Linked DNA regions of Oryctolagus cuniculus: all the other regions are linked to region 2. A link is a contact called in public Hi-C data. All regions are on one chromosome and are shown on one strand. Each heading gives the region's core, a stretch centred on a gene start, on an enhancer-like site or on the middle of the called end of the contact. The rest is flanking DNA. Distances are from core to core; before and after follow the strand shown.

Region 1 (3,739 bases), core at 550-3,049, 220 kb after region 2:
GTAATCCAAATAATGGAATTACACCTTCTTCCTCCTGCCCACAGCTTTTCCAGTCATGTGCAGAAACTCTGACATGCTCAGTTCTTTGCTTTCATTGTTCCCAACACTTTAAAGTCCGTTGCCTTCCTGACATCTGGAAACCTCTACCCACTTTCCAAAATGAAGTAAAATCATTTAGTTTCTGAAATTAAATCCTCTGCCTCAAGGAAGCCTTAGTTTCTCCTTTTCATGTTCAGGCACCTCAATGACATTGTATGCTGTCTGGCTTATACTTCCAGCTCTCCTGCTAGGCTAGGGATGCCTCAAGGGCAGGGATCATGCTTAGTCATCTTTATATCACCTAAGACAAAATGCATGGCCTTTAATAAATGTGTCAAATACATTAAATTATACAAATCAATGAAAAGATTGTTTCATATTTCCCCTGCTTAAATTTTCTGTATGCCTTCAGTCTTTGGTAAAAAAAAATTTTTTTTTTGGTGTTTACTTTGGATTGATTCTAGAATCTTTAAATTTTGTACCATATGACTACAAAATTAAATGGCTATGTCAAAAGAAAATGAATTGACTCCACAGTTAAAATGAGGATTTAAAAAAATTACCTTGTTTTAAATATCTAAGGATGCCTGGTATTAATTCTGGAAAAAATGTATAATTATTTATAAAAAAGATCCCATAGGGGCAGCTGAACAGCTGTCGAAAGATCTGGCACATCACGATGCCAGCCTGAATTTAATGACCTACATGTGAAGGGCTACATATCCAATTACTAATCCTCACTCTGCTACTCTTTGCCCTGATATGGAGGCAGCTGAAAAAAGATGCCCTACTAACGGATCAGAAATGGATCCAGACTTCACTGCCAATGCTCAGGTAACAGAGAACTTTTAGATTTGAGATGAGAGAAAGAGAGGTACCACAACAATGTGACAGCTGGCAGTTCTTAAAATAAAATTTGAGGGTTTAATGCAAGAATGAATTCAGTTTTTGTTTTTGTTTTACTAAATTCAGGAAAGTTCCAATTCTTTTAGAGAACCTCAAATTTTCAATTTAACTTTGTGTTCATGGAAGTCTTTAAACATATTCAAGTATGCCTTCAGACACACTATACTTCAGATTTCTTTCCATACTCAGAAGGTAGTCTTCTCCTAAAAGATTCAAATCTCATTCTTAACCTTCAGTGCCTACAATAACTACTTATTAGAAGTGGGCCAAGAAAAATAAATAATAAAGTAAATAGAAAAGGACAAGATGACTCAGTCTATATATAGCAAAAAGATTATATAAGGCCAAGCACTGTAAACAATGAAATGTCACCTGATATTTTGCAAAACAGCAGAGGAAAAATAGCTCAAGAAATGAATGGTGAGTAAAGTATATGGCTATCTTACTTAAGCCACTTTTTCAAAGAAGGTTTGGAGGAATTCTACATTTAAGCCCACTGTACCGTGAATTTGACTCATTTTTTAAATTTAAATTTCCACCTCAGTTATGTAAAAACACGGGATACTGGTAACACTTCCAATACTTTAGAAATAATTTAGTTAAGAGACACTTTCCTCTTTACCACAGAAGTGCCTTTCCTGTTTCCCATTTTCAATTTTTATAAGGGGTTACCTTAGTCCCCTTTCAACGGGTATGCAAATGAATATACGCCCACAGGTACACAGTTACCTCCTGAAGCTGGAACTACACACACACACCGTAACCACCCCCCACTCCTAATCTCTTTACTCCAGGCCCGCCCCCTTTAAACCCCTCCTCTTTCTCCCATTTCAGGCCCGAAGTTGGCGCACTTCGATGACGTAGGACGTAACCACCGCGGTAGCCGCCACCACGCCCCTGCCTCTGGGAGTTGAAGTTTCCGACGGAGGATTCCTGAGCGGTGTCGAGGAACACTCCAGAAAGGCTTATCTCTGCGAGCGTTCCTGCTCCCCATCAACACCTCAGCAAGGTAACTCTCCGGGAACTGTGGCTGGTTTTCGCCTGCTCTTTGATAGCTTTGGACGCACAATAAGCGCATGCCATGCTGTCCTCGACTGGCAGCAAGGGCTTCCGGGGGAAAGGGGAGTGGGGCCGAGAAACTGCTAGTAGCGCGGCTGTTGCGGAAGGAAGTGACGTCAGATTGTATGCGCCCCCGCGGCCTGTGTGGCCGCTCTCTGACTCGCTGGTTGCAGCTTAGTCCCGCCTCTCGAACGCGTCCGCTGGCGCGCAAGTCCGAGGCGTGGACTGCAGAGTGGGCGAGGCTCTGCCTCCCGGCTTGGCGGGGTTACGTTAGTTGTGTATTCTGAGAGTGGGGAGCCAGCCCGTAGTGTGTAAGGGCGTGATTTTGTAAAGGATGACTAGAGGAGGAGACCTGGGCCCTGGAGGGTCGGAAAACTACTTGGGATTCTGCCACTTTGTGGCCAGTGACGGGGGCAAGTCGCCCACTCCTTTAATCCTGCTTTAGCTTAGTTTTCCCCTGAGGGAACGTGGCGGAGTCCTGGGAGAAGTCGTCGCAGGTGCTGCTAACCCCGCTGTGGTGCCCCAAGGACGATTTTTAAGGAAATAGAGGTGTTAGCTTTATTCCATTGAAAGCCTCTAAGTTTAAACATTGAGAGTTTTAAAAATATTTTAGTATTTATTGCAGAGCTGCCAAGAGGGTAAAAACATCTCTTAGTCAAAACAAAACAAAAAACTTTACCCCTTTTGTCCCAATCCTTCGTCCAAATTAAACATCAGCTTTCGCTGCTGCAGATTGTAAAGGGTGATTCCGCCGCTCTCGCTGTCAAGTCTTTGATCCCATTCTGCAATCATTCTTGATTTGTTTGGATCTTTGTGGAAGAGACTTACCGAGACGGTTTATATCATGCACTTCAACTCATGCAAAGGTTTTTAACCTTTTCACTTTTATTGATTTGTGATGTGTCTATCCAGCCTTAAGCTTTGCTAAGAAACAGGAAACCCAGGGAATGGTGAGCTAAGATTTTTTACATATTCATCGTATCCACAGCAAATGGCCTGAGTCATCTATTGGGTTCTTAGCCTTATAAACCCTATCTCTTATGAATGCACCACGGGATTTTAGAAAAATTGTTTGCTAAAGTAGAATTTCTCACCTATTTAATTGTTTTAAAATGCCATTCTTAAATAGACGTGAAACTTGGTTTAATGAGTGAAAATACGTTATGAGCATCAGTGCATGTGAGGGAAGAACACAGAACACTTTGCATGGAGATTTTGTAAATTATGGCCCACACGAAAATAATCAGAAAGCAAGTGTACTTAGTAAAATACCAAACTGCTTATTAGTTAATCCAAACAAGCTAGTACGTAATGAAATGTTTTAGTGTAGACAGTTGGAGTTGGTAAGAAAGTATACTGTGAGCAATAATTTATAATCAAGCTAGCTAACAAAACGCTTTTGCTGTATTCCACTTGGGTCTCAGTGGGTCTGGCTTGTTAAATAAAGCTTAAAATTCACTTGGTATGGTGTGTCTTATTAATTGGAAATAGTTTTAGAATATTCATGGTGGTGATGTTGACTAGCTCATGAACTTTCCTTGTATTTGATACACTGTTTAAAAGCATTACTGTGGTAGATCAAATTAAATGTAATGAGACTTCTTAGGAAAGGCTAAAGCTCCCCCTGGTGTACATAAGCTATAACAACACATTTCTTAGCTTTAATTTTTTTTTTCACTCTATAGAGCTTATCAACACTTGGAGTATTTGAATATCGCCAGGGAACTAGCTGACA
Region 2 (3,457 bases), core at 215-2,714:
CTGGAGTCTGACTTCCCAATAAGTGGAACTTCCCTCACTGAAACTTCTAGCTGTTGTATCTGATGTACAATATGAAGGGTGAGTTCAATGCTGAGGCCTCAATTTTGTAATCTATAGACAGGAATTATCGAAACCTTCCACAGTGATACAACATCAGAGGATACAAGCCCTTCAGTCTGAACACACAGATTTTATCTCTTTCCATTGTTCTTTGATGAAGAACAAGGAGTTGGAATCCCAGCTTGGACATTTAATGGATGTGCAACCTGTGAGCAAGTTGTTCAACCCTGTTAGGTGCTTGTTTTGTCCTTCTTAAGTTGGAACTGTCAACAGTTGCTTTGTCATGGGGTTGCTGTGAAGACTTGGAGCAGTTTAAGCAGACAGAAGGCACAGGTGTCAAAACCTGTCTGAGCGCATTCCCAGTGCTTTAGGTGAAGGTTCAAATCCATAGGAAATCTCCTGTGCCTCTCACGTGCAATGCTTGCTCCTTTCACTAAATGTCCCGATGAACTTTGTCACCTGCGTCCCTTCTTAAACTGAAGACTCCACCCACGGAAACTCATCTATTGGAAGCAGAAATTTCATCTTCTTTCTGGATTGTTGGTATTTGAAAGGCTCCAGCTGCATGCATGTGAGAGCTCACATATGCAGTGTCGGGAGCAAGAAACCCAAGCAAGATTGCTATAGAAACTTCCTCATTTCTTCTTTTGAAAAAGTCCCTCTCGCTCACTGTTGGGTGGGCTGTTTATCTCGCCACCATCTGTTACTGTCATTAGGACAGTGATCAAAACTCTTGAATAGCACATTTATTCCTAAACCAGTGGACAGCCAAGCAACCTCCACTCATCCATCCCAATTCTGTCCCTCTTCTCAAAGAATGTCCGACATTTGGCTTTTGTCCCATCTTCTGATCTACCTGCTTTCTGGAAAGATAATCTATGCTTTTACATTGGAATTCATTCCCCAGAGGGGGAAAGTTAACAGATACAAATGAATCAAGTGACAAGGAGGGAAGAGCGGGGAGACCGAGAGAAAGGTGTTTGTGGAGAATCAGTCATTCATCAACATGAGCATTTGAGTTCACCCAAGAAGTGCTTTGAAAAGAGGATCTGTTCTCTTACTCACCCCAAGTCCTGGAGCAGCTCAGCGTCTTCGTCTGGTCTGCTCCACAGATCAGAGGGATCCTGGGTGCCCATCTTCCCTTCTAGAAGTTCTGCTCTGCCCATCCGCGCCCTCCAGTCCGCTAAGTCCCGGCCAGGTGCTGTGGGAAGAGGTGAGCTGGGCTGGCTGCTCCTCGCACTCCTCAGTGAGAGGAGTCTGTGGTGGCTGTGAGCCTGCAGCCAGCGAGGAAGTGAAACTTAGTTACTCCTCCCACTAACACTCACACCCTGGCCCTGAGGCACTGGCAGGAGTGCCTGTCAGTCAGGAAGTATGCAAACTTGGGTAGCTACCTCAGAACACCCACACTGCATCGTGCAATGAGCGGTTTTTGTTAAAGGAAAAAAAGAGAAGACACCCCATGTGGTGCTAGACTATTGGTTCAGACTCTTCATATGAGGCCAAATCTTGGCTTCTCCCTGAAGCTATTAGGCTCTGATTTGGGGAAGAAGGAGTATACATTCATTCACCCCACCTTCGTGTTTTACACACAAGGAACATGGCGGAAGCGTCTACATCTGGGACATTTTTAGAGTGGATAAAGAAATCAGAGCCAAGCCGCTAATCTGACCTTAAAGGTTGTTTTTTTTTTTTTTTTTTGGCGGGGTGGGGTGGGGAACTTTCTCAAAGTATCTGCCGGATTACTCAAGCTTTCAGATATAGCTCCAATGCTCAGGTTGACCATATTTTTTTTTTTTCTCCTGGAAGAAGGGTTATGCGGGAATAAGGCAGGAAAGTGTTGTAGAGGACCACGCTGGTGTCACCTAATGGGGCACAGGAGAACTCACCGGGCTTCCTTATACCTGGTGTAGCTTGGTATTCAGAGTCACGCGTAAGAGGAAAATTCCACCTGCCTGGAAGTCCTGAAGGGAAGCTACACTGACTCAATCCTTGGGAAGTGGGACAAAGAGCAGTCGCCAACGCATCGAGAGTGCTTGTTGCATCCTGTCTTCTCTCTGCGCGGACCTGCAGGAAAGAACGGGCTTCTGGGCTCTCGCCTGCTGCTCCCTCGTGGGTTCACCTTGGTGCTCGCTAACTTGCTTTTCCCGGTGTGGTCTGTGGCTGGCAGCAGTGGCGTCATCAAGAGCTGTGAGAACGCAGCACATCAGGTCCCCCACGGCGTGGTGACGTTTGAGGAGGATTGCTCTACGGGATACCAAGGCTGCAGAGCTGCTGTTCCGAAAGGCCACAGATGGGTGCAAAGGGACAGCTTGGTGGCCGGATAGTCCTGTCCTTTACATTCTTCCCGGTAATCTCTGGCTGCCTGTGTCTCCTGAGGCCCTGGATTACTCTGGTTGTCAGTGAGAAATCCCTGGGTGTCTAGAGACAGCCCGGGAGAGACTAAGCACTGATAACACGCACAGAGCTGTACGTGAACAGTTACAATTCTTTTGTCTTTCAGAGAGGGTGCAAGGTCTACTAGTACCGAGAGGCCAGTGCACACCAGGGAGGTGCAGAGTGCGCACCGGATGAGATAGAGCAGCTTTCGTGCTCGACTTCCTGTTCCCTTTCTGTAGCCATTTGTTCAGGTTTTAGTAGCTGTCTCCTTCTCATTTTACAAATTCTGGTTTTTCTTTTTCTAATTTTCCTTTATTTATTTATTTTTATTTGATTGGGGGAACCAGCTGAATCTATTAAGTCAATCCCTCTCTTCTTTCTTGACCTTCCTGCCTACCTCCCCTTCTCATTTGCCCGTCCCATCTTCCATTTTTCCCAGGACCCCTTTCTTCCCTCCCGCTCCTGCCCCACTAACTACACTGTCAGTGTTGTAATGGTGCCAGCTGCTTGCAGCATTACCATATGGTTGCAACAAAATGCTGGACACTCACAAAAAATATTTGGTTTTTACCTAAGATTGACTCAATGTTATAATTTTTTAATTGTCTAGATGTTATAATTTTTTAATCAAAGACACCTCAATTTTACTTCCAAACACCTTTCTAAAGTATATTTTTAAAAATCTTGTCATTCACTTCTTATTTATTTCAACAATCTCTTTTGAATGATACTGACTCCCAGCACTGAATTTTTCCAAACTGATATCACAAATAGAAATGGATACAAATAGTCCTAGTCATTTTACAATTTAGAGCATCTTACTCTTTGTTAAAAAAAACATTTTACTTTTCGGGGCCAGTATTGTGGCACAGTGGATAAAGCCGCCACCTGAGACATTGACATTCCATGTGGGCACTGGTTCATGTCCAAGCTGCTCTCCTTCCATTCCAGCTCCCTGCTATTGCCTGGGAAAAGCAGCAGAAGATGGCCCAAGTGATTGGGCTCCTGCCACTCCCCGTGA
Region 3 (3,818 bases), core at 320-2,819, 140 kb before region 2:
TCTTCCTTATTCGGAGGACAGAAACCCTTGGCTTCTAACTCCTATTAGATTTTAGTCTAGCAGAGGGCATTTGAGAATGTTTTCATTGATGCAGTATGGCTGGGTCATGAAATTTGGTTTATGTAAACAACTCAATGGGTTTTTGGTATTTTGAGCTTCACATTTTTTTGAAAGATCTTGCACGTTGAAGCGTAAAATGCCTTGGTTTCAAAGTACTGTGTGGTTTTGAAAGTACTTACATTAAAAGTAGAATTTATCTGTCACTCTCCTAGGTGTCATTCCACACATCCACAAGTCTCTGATTGGGAAGAAAGGACAACAGAAGACTGTCTAAAGGATGCCTGGATTCCTTGTTATCTCAGGACTCTAAATACTCTAACAACTGTCCAGTGTTGGTGATTCCAGTGGACTGTATCTCTGTGAAAAACACAATTTTGCCTTTTTGTAATTCTATTTGAGCAAGTTGGAAGTTTAATTAGCTTTCCAACCAACCAAATTTCTGCATTCAAGTCTTAACCATATTTAAGTGTTACTGTGGCTTCAAAGAAGCTATTGATTCTGAAGTAGTGGGTTTTGATTGAGTTGACTGTTTTTAAAAAACTGTTTGGATTTTAATTGTGATGCAGAAGTTATAGTAACAAACATTTGGTTTTGTACAGACATTATTTCCACTTAGGTGGATAAGCTCAATAAAGGTCATCTCCCAAACTAGTTGTGTTTTAAATTTGCTTGCTTGTAATGGAAACTTGTTTTGACTGTGGTCCAGCAGTAACTAGGCACATTTCTTCTGTAGAAATTAAACTGTTAACCTGTAGATCGACAAAGGTCAGATACCGGGTACAAGGTAGTGTTACACCATAATGTGCTATGAATTTCTCAGAAGTTCTGCAGGAGCTGGAGATGGTTAGGGTTTCCTGGGACCAGGGACCAAGTGAGCTGAGCGTTCACCCTGGCTGTGCCGCAGTGACAGCACTGCTCTGGCGCGCGGCCGCCTTGGTGGGCTTGCACCTGCACAGAATGATTTGGAAGGTGTCACTGTGCTTTGGGTGCCAGGCGCTCTGACATGCGTGAGGATGAACTCTTCCCATTTCATGAAAGATTTCTTTGACAGGTCCCGGTTAAGTAGCTAACATGGCAGAAGGTTGACTCCACGTCAAAATTTACCTTGCAGTGGGACTAAGTGGATCCTTCGGACATCTGGTCTTTCTCCGTTTTGAGGGATTGTGAATAATACCGGGCGTTAAGTGTCCCTCCCTCCCCCCCAAAGAGGAGACCCGCAGGCCACATACTTCCCAGTAGTGATGTTACCTGAACGAAAGGACTGGTTCCTGCGTTATTTTGGCCTCGCGGGATTATGGCTGCTTTTCACTGACATAATTGGCAAACTTGGACTTAAGCTAGTTTGTATCCCCCCCCCCCCCCGCCCATTCGGTCGCGAGCCATCTAGGTCAGGAGAATGCAGCAGAAACGAGGCAGTGAGATAAGCCCCGGGCTTGGAGTCAAAGGGCTCTCCATGAGCGCCGGAAGCGCCGAGTTTGGGCAGACAGCGCGTTCTCACCTGACCACCGCGTCCCGGGCCGCGGGGCCGGGGGCGGGGCCGCCGGGGCCTGGGAATTTTCCTCCCGACCAGCGGCCCCCTACTCCATTCCCCGGCCGAGGGCGGGCTCCCGTCGGCGCGAGCCGCGCCGGGAGGTCGGGGGGCGCGGTGCTGCCGAGGCGGACGGACGGACGGACGGCCGGGTCCCCGCCCCGGCGGAACCCCTCCCCGCGGCGGCGGCCGGGCTGGTCGGCCCGGGTCCTGCGGGCGCCGCGCACCGACCGCCGGGACGGCCCGCAGCTCGGTCCGGGGCCGGAAAGGATGCGGCTCGCGCCGTAGCGGCCCGCGGGGGGCGGGGAGGCCGCCGTGAGGAGGCGGAGCTCGAGGCCCGCGCGTCCGCCCGGGCCGCCGCCGCCGCCGCCGCCGCGGTCCCCTGCGCTCCTCCCGCCTGCCACCGCACGCCCCAAGCCGGGCCGGCCTCACCTCCTCCGCGGCGGCGGCTTCCGCCCCTCGTCGCTGCGCTACCGGAGGAAACGGAAGCAGGCGCAAGCCATGGAGGGGAACCGGGATGAGGCAGAGAAATGTGTGGAGATCGCCCGGGAGGCGCTGAATGCCGGCAACCGCGAGAAGGCCCAGCGCTTCCTGCAGAAGGCCGAGAAGCTGTACCCTCTGCCCTCGGCCCGCGGTGAGACCTGGGTGGCCCTCCCCTCCCCATCGCTGGGGCCAGCGCGCAGCCCGCCCCCGCGACCCCCGCAGCCGGCGCGGCCCCCGCGCTGGCTACCCCGCCGCCGGGCCCCGGAGTCCGGCGTCCCGGCCCAGCCGGGGCCCGCCCGCCTCGGCGGCGCTGCCCCGGACTCCCTCTGCACCAGCCTGCCCGCGGGACGCCGGTGCGCAGGCGGCGGGCGGGAGCTGTCAGCCTCGGAGGCCCCTTCCGTCCGTGCCGGAGACCCGTGCTGCCTTTCCAGAGCGGGGCTTGACATTCGGACGCCTGAGATGGCCTGGCCCTGCCCCCGCCTCCCCCAGCCCCCCGGGCCCCGCCATCCTCACCGCCGAATTAGGCCTAGGCCCCTAATGAAGTGGGGAACAGGGAACTCTCCCGGCCCACCGCAGGCGCCGCTGTCTCTGGGTTCTCTAGAAAAACTGTTCCCAAAGCCAACCTTTCCGAGTACCTGAGATGACATTGCTTTTCCGTAGGAGGCAGACAGAGGGGTCTTTTACAGGTGGCACGAATGAGCAGGAGTCAGAATGAGTTGCTAAACGGTGTCTGATTTGATAATTACTGATGAATTAGACGAATTTCCTTGGTGGGATCCTGGACTTCGCTTAGTTCCATTCACCTTGTTCATTGCCCTACTTTCTAGGCTTCAGAGTAATAATGGCCAACCTAAGAACACTTACTCAAGTGCCAAGAGTTGTTCCTGGCTTTTTATATTGACTCCTCAGAACGATCCTATATAGAGGTACAGGATTCACTGGAACAGGTTGACTCTTGTGAGAACAGGGTTTTGGATGAATGAATGAGTGAGTGAATGAATGAATGAAAATATCTTACCTGAGGTTACAAAACAGTCAGTGGCACACACAGAATAGAAGCTGAGCTTTCAGCTTCCATAAGGCCTTGAGCCACCACACTCTACTGCCTTGCCAATGGGATGTCCTTTCCCTTGAGAGTCAAAGTATTTGCAAGGTTAAGATTACTGATGAGAAGGTGAGACTGCCTGTTACATGTTATTGCGGCTTTCTTATTTTTAGTTGTACTTTGTTGTAGCCTTAGTGCTTTTTGCTTGTCTCTCTGCCCTTTGCTTTACATTGCCATTGAGCGCAACTGGACCAGAGAGGACAGGAAAACGAAGTGAAAGTAAAAAGTTAACACATTTTTAAGTTGGGGTTTAAAAAAACTCACATTTGTCCTCTTAACCATTTTTAAGAGTACAATTCGGTAATTTTAAGAATATTCACATTGTGCAAGGAATCTTCTGAAGTTCGTATCTGACAATATTAAACTCTACCAATGAAACCGCTCCTTGTTTGGCTCTTTCCCCAGCCCTGGCAACCACGATTCTTCTTTCTGTTTCTATGAATTGGACTGTGTTAGATACCTCGTATAAGTAGAATCATACAATATTTGTCTTTGTGATTTGCTTATTTCACTCAGCATTATATCCCCAAGTTTCACTCATATTAAAGCATGTGATAGCATTTCCTTTTTTAAAAAGCTAAATTATCCATTGTATACACACCACGTTTTGTTTATTCATCCATGAATGGGCATTTGGATTCC

Evidence for each region. Hi-C and Micro-C count contacts between places; a contact is called where the count stands out from the background.
Region 1: a Hi-C map of psoas muscle shows a contact between it and region 2, with 6 times the contacts expected there. The contact joins the promoter of TRMT10A here to the promoter of DAPP1 in region 2. A contact is called at or near these places in 6 of 6 Hi-C or Micro-C datasets (ear pinna, embryonic fibroblasts, liver and 3 more).
Region 3: a Hi-C map of an unstated tissue shows a contact between it and region 2, with 3 times the contacts expected there. The contact joins the promoter of DNAJB14 here to the promoter of DAPP1 in region 2. A contact is called at or near these places in 3 of 6 Hi-C or Micro-C datasets (ear pinna, psoas muscle and an unstated tissue).

Annotation. Positions count from the first base shown.
Region 1 is chr8:65,772,718-65,776,456 of mOryCun1.1, forward strand. TRMT10A (tRNA methyltransferase 10A) reads left to right here and starts at 1,800. Exons shown (of 8, transcript XM_051820154.2): 1 at 1,800-1,954. MTTP (microsomal triglyceride transfer protein) reads right to left here and starts at 1,926. Exons shown (of 19, transcript XM_051820148.2): 1 at 1,797-1,926.
Region 2 is chr8:65,553,776-65,557,232 of mOryCun1.1, forward strand. DAPP1 (dual adaptor of phosphotyrosine and 3-phosphoinositides 1) reads right to left here and starts at 1,465. Exons shown (of 9, transcript XM_002716954.5): 1 at 1,126-1,465. The coding sequence starts at 1,226.
Region 3 is chr8:65,416,231-65,420,048 of mOryCun1.1, forward strand. DNAJB14 (DnaJ heat shock protein family (Hsp40) member B14) reads left to right here and starts at 1,570. Exons shown (of 7, transcript XM_008267567.4): 1 at 1,570-2,222. The coding sequence starts at 2,119. It overlaps H2AZ1 (H2A.Z variant histone 1), which reads left to right. Exons shown (of 5, transcript XM_051820147.2): 5 at 273-708. The coding sequence ends at 334.